Linked DNA regions of Drosophila melanogaster: region 1 is linked to region 2. A link is a contact called in public Hi-C data. All regions are on one chromosome and are shown on one strand. The core of a region is the stretch at or near the end of the contact, and the rest is flanking DNA. Distances in the headings are between cores, read along the strand shown. Region 1 holds the start of bab2 (bric a brac 2). Region 2 overlaps bab2 (bric a brac 2).

The links. Hi-C and Micro-C count contacts between places; a contact is called where the count stands out from the background.
Region 1: a contact with region 2 is called in a Hi-C map of the Kc167 cell line, with 2.1 times the contacts expected there. A contact is called at or near these places in 9 of 107 Hi-C or Micro-C datasets (the D17-c3 cell line, the Kc167 cell line, the ML-DmBG3-c2 cell line and 3 more) and 2 of 7 datasets of targeted methods (both in the Kc167 cell line).

The regions. Positions count from the first base shown.
Region 1 is chr3L:1,175,994-1,178,693 of dm6, reverse strand. bab2 (bric a brac 2) reads left to right here and starts at 1,418. Exons shown (of 5, transcript NM_079155.3): 1 at 1,418-1,713.
Region 2 is chr3L:1,139,275-1,141,974 of dm6, reverse strand. bab2 (bric a brac 2) reads left to right here. Exons shown (of 5, transcript NM_079155.3): 5 at 1-1,546. The coding sequence ends at 7. Among named protein-coding and RNA genes, the nearest start is that of bab2, 37 kb to the left of the region's middle.

The DNA.
Region 1 (2,700 bases), core at 169-2,668, 37 kb before region 2:
ACACAAATACAGCGCACACGGGCACACGCACACACAGGCAAACGCAAAACAAAGGGGGATTTATTTTAGTTGTTGTTATTGGCTGCGCAAAAAACAATAACAACGGCCTATAGATGCTGCAATAGCAGCAACAACAACTCCTATTAAAAATGCGTTTCCATAGGCGCCGCCTACCGCGTGACGTCACTAGCTGCACTTGCTGCGTCTTTGCCTCCTTTTCTTTCAGCTTTTCCTCGTACTCTTTTCTTTTTTGCTCTTTTCGGTTGCCACCTCCAAGTTTTCGTTTTCGCGGGGCAGCATGGGGAAGAGGAAGCAGAGAAGAGAGTGCAGCCGAAGCTTTTCGTTTGTTTTCGCTCGTCTTTCAGCCGTTTTTTTGTTGTTGCTCTGCTCCCCTTCTTCATGCTGGCTTGTGTGTGCGTGTGTAGGAGCAAGCAGCTTGCTGTCCCACTCGCACTCGCGCCCTCTTACGGCACTTTTAGGGGCGTGGCCAAGTTGTGAGTGTGTTGCTGTCGCCACTTTTTCTCTGCTCTTTTTTGCCATAGTTTCTGTGCCTAAGCAGCAAAAGCAACAACAAGGAGGTTAAGGATGATGCAGAAGAAGAAGAAAGAGGGTTGGCAACTATTTTGAAACACTTTCTTACTGGACATTGGCCAGTTTCTCTTTCTTGCCCCTGCTGTTGCTGTTGTTGTTGCTGCTGCAGCTAGGTTGCAAGTTGCTGTTGCTATTCTCTTCAAGTTGCAGGTGTAGGCTGCAATTTTTTCGCGACCTTAGCATGCTGCTTTGGCGATTTGTTAAGATTTTTGCGATTTATTGGTAAGCATGGCATTTATATAAATAAGAGAACTTATTTCAATAAGTATTCAAACTAATTATAATAAATATGATTCGTTTTTAATTGTAAATGAAGTATGTTGATATAGTAAAAACTACTTTCGCAAATTTATGTGACAACGAAAAAAAAAAGAAACGTTGGGTCTTAGACAATTATATAAAAATCGTAGTGAAATGTATGTTTTTTATGATGAGAAATATGATTCGAATAAAAAACTATTAATCTGTACTAAAATGTATAAAAAAATAACAAAACAATTGCATTCCAGATTAATAAAATATGTTCTCCTCTTATACAATCACGATTTCATTTTAATTATAATTTCTAACATTTCTAAAAATTTCGAAATTTTCAATTTTTTTTCAAGCAAGATCTCTGAAAATTCAAAACAAAGAAAGCAAAGAGCACACTTACTTTCGCTCTTAAACCGCCGCTCTGTCGATTTCCCAATTCGCCGCAAAAACCGGAAAACACCACGCCGGCGCTCTCATTCGCCGCGAGAGAGCGGGCAGCGCAGCTGACGTCGGCAGCGCGGCGTCGAGTTTCATTCAATTTTTTGAAATTCAGTTCGTTTATCTGTGAGATTCAGTTCGTATCTGACTTTCGGCGTGAGTGGAGTGCAGCGTTTGTTTTTACGGCCACTGAAAGCCAGCAACAACAACAATAATACCCACAACAACAACAACAACGACAGAAGCGGCAGCAAAGACAGCAAAGCAAAAGCAACAACAAGTGACGTGCAACAACGACAAGCAGAACAGCATGTGTTGCATGCAGTGAACAAAACAAACAGAACATAAACACAAGTATTCTGTTAATATTTAATAAAACAAGAAAGTGAACTAAAAGTGAACCCATCGAGTGAATACCAGACGAAAAATGTATGTGTGCGTTGATTATTATATTAATTATGGTGCTTTATTTATGACAAATGACTGGGCTGCAATGAAAATCGATTTTATACCTCGACCATGTACTATTCTACATAAGTTATCCAGTGGAAATGCCATCCCCGCCAGACCCCCTCGCACATTTTCCGCGCATTTTCCTTGGCGCTACCAAAGAAATTGTAATTTATTAATTTATAACACAAGCCACCCAGCGAAAAGGTCGTAAAAAGCAATGTTGCTTGGTCGTTTTTGGGCGCCCAGGAAAATTAAGAAGAAAACCCACTCGAAGGAGCAACTTTTCCTACAGCTCCTGCCTTTCCACAGCTCCCGCTTTTCCGAGTGGGTGGCACGCGCCAAAAACAGTTTGTAAACATTTTGCACACAGCGAAAGCCGAGCGAAACACGAGAAAATCCAGACTGTAATTTATTACTTGCTGCATAAATAATAAATAAGCGTTAATAAATAAATACAATATGCAATATATAAATGTGTCCGAGCGCCCGCACACCGCCCCCCCGTTTCTCAACGTGTATTTGTGTTCGTTTTTGTGTGCGGGCGGGCCCACTTTAAGGATACAAAACCTCGAGACTGAATTAAATAAATAAATACAGAAATAATAAATAAATAAAGTGCCCAGCTTGCCTGCTGTTTTATTTTTTTGGCTGCCAACAGCTGCGCTTGCTATAAATAATTAAACGAAAATAATATATTACGAGGAAGCAGGAAAGAAGAGTGTGGAAAGGCAAGAAATCAGGGAGTTTGAAGTATTTAGGATTTCGAGTCAGATACTTGTCAGCAGTTATAATTGTATATGAAGGAAAAAATTAGTTTTTTGCTTCCACATTCACGAAAAACTGAAACTCATTCTAAAACATAATTTTGAATTTATTTAAGGCCAGGCTTTGGTAATAAATAAATGAAAATCTTGAATAATCATAAAATCAGCTTTGATGTGTCGACTTTGGAGATGTGCGAAT
Region 2 (2,700 bases), core at 50-2,549:
GGATTGAATCCTGGGCAGGGGCGTGGCATTGGGACACACGCTGGGGTGGGGCAATCATTAGGTAACCAAATAAATGCGAGGGGTGCTAAGTAATCTTGGATAAGAGTAAGTAGTTTTGATTTTAGGACTGGAAGGTCTAGCAATTTCAATTTTATAATGTGCAAGACATATATTTCTTAGAGCAGCAAGATACATAGCATTACACATACGGTTTTTTTTTTTATGATAAATCTTTTAAAATAGGAAAAGTGTGTAGGAAGCCGCACAGCTCATATAAAATGTGACTGATAACGTAAAACACACGTTATATCTTATCAAGAAATAGCAAAAACGTGGAATTAAATGAAACACAAATTCACACCAATGACATCAATATACCACGTCAATACCAAGCATATGCGATTTATTTTCCCCAAGAAATAGCCCGAAAAGTCCAATGATTACTTGCCCCAAAGATTCTTGGCCCCAATTGGATAACCACCCTGAGCCCAAAGGAAGAAAACAATAGAAGACCTACCAACAAACAAACATATTTGGACTGCTACTTGAACCCCAACGTTTTTAGTGTTTAGTGCTTAGTTGAAGTTGCTAACTGGTTTTTATGCCTAGGCTAGTTTTAGAGTGTATCATCGAGGAAGGTATAAAGTATTAACCTATTATTAAAGCACACCCCAAAACACAACAAACACACACCCACACACATACTTCGGAACTTTCCTGTAAGGATAGGATCTCGTACTTTGTCTTATTTATTTCGAGAAAATTCGTTGCGTTGATTGCCTTTTTTGCCACGCGAAAATAATAATAAATAGGCTTACGATTAACAATAAACAACGTAACCGTAAACATTAAAGTTACGATTAGAGACTTGTGCATTTCTTAAATGTAGCTTAACCCTAGAATAGCCCTCAAATACAAAACACTGAATGTTGTCAAATCCGGTAATCACCACTTTATACATACATATATATATATACGAGTACATACATATGTATGTACATATATACGCAATACTTTAGATACATAAACCCATACAGATAGACGTGCATACCGTACCACGCACGTACATAAACTTATATTAATGGTATTTCCAAATGTAACTGTAAATAATGTACAAATTTCCATAGCTTTAGGCTTCGACTTAATCTTAGACTTACCCCCAAAAAGCCCTTCGCCGCACTTCTTCTATGGTAATCGTATTGTAAATGAACGAATGGGCAAACAACGCAGGCAGCATCACATTAAATTTGTGCTAATTTTATGTAAACAACCACACAGACACAAAGTCACACAGATTACACAATACCATACCACCACATGGCACACACACTCGACTGTCAGATACGCATATGTGTGTATATGTGCATATGTATTGTCCGAACTGCGTGGGTGAAAACTATTATTATTATAACTATTATTACGATTATTATTATTACCTAACCCTAGAGATGCGCGAGGCATTCTTGAGTTTAGTTAAACCGTAAATTATACAACAATAAACAAAGAAAGAGAAAATAAAAACGAATCGAAAAGCTAAATGTCAACCAATCACTTTTGATGTTTTATTTATGGGAGAAATGAATGGATTGGAGTTATAGGGAAATATGCCTACACATCATATTTATTTCATATATGGTCGGTTAAGGAACAATGGCTCGAAAGACTTCGCCAGCACATTGAGGCATTTAAATCGACCTTACCCCATATCCATCTGGGAAACTCACTTCCTCGTCGGCCAACTGATGGCCCCAATTCCGAAGACATAATTCACTTAATGCCCCTCGAAGCAAGTGCAACTTGGGGCCGAACGAACGACTCCGCAACAATGCTGTCTTCATCCCCTTCACACACACACACACACACACATGCACACACACTGTGACCACTCTCACACCCAGGCGGCTTTCAAGGTCAAGTGGCAAGTGAAAGCGACGTCATGGCCGCCTATTGTTGTTGCTGCTTTTGTCGGTGAAAGAAAACAATTACTTTGGCACTTAACAGCTTAACACATCACTTTGCACTTGATGCAAAACTCGGTCTGCTCGCAGGACTCATGACTTTGGTCCTTGGTCCTCGCTTCCCGCTCCTTCACTCCGACGGAAACATGCCGAGCATCCCGGGCATCCTTAAAAGCGGACTGCAGATAAACAGGAGAGGACAAAGCCGGAGAAGGGCTCCCAAACTCTGTCCGCAGCGGGGACAAGCTACCACACTTTACAGTGGTAATGCTCAAGGTCATTCCGGAGCAGTTGCCGTTGCTGTTTCTGTTCCTGGCCACCCTTTTGGGCAGCAAGCAAAGCCGACACTGCGAAAAAATCGAGGAAGGTTTGAATAGGCGATTTAATTGATTTAATCCAAGCAGTCCTAGCAAATAGCTACTCTAGAATACATAATGCTAGAGTAGGAGCTATACCATCAAAAGTAATACCGTGCAATTCACTTCAGGAACCACTTTTTCTGCCAGTGTGGCGGAGCCAACGAGAAAGGCAGCCGCTCGACTGGTCCTGAATGGCAAGTGGCTTTCATCTTGTGAGACACCCACACAATCCCACTTGGTGGTCGGCCAGTGGGCGGGGCCACAGAGGAGCAACAGGAGAGCCAAAGGGTCGAGTCTCGTCTCGACTCGCCTCGCCTCGTTCTGGGTCTCCATCTCATTCTCGTCCTCGTTCTCGGACAGCCTTGAATGCGAGCCACAAACAA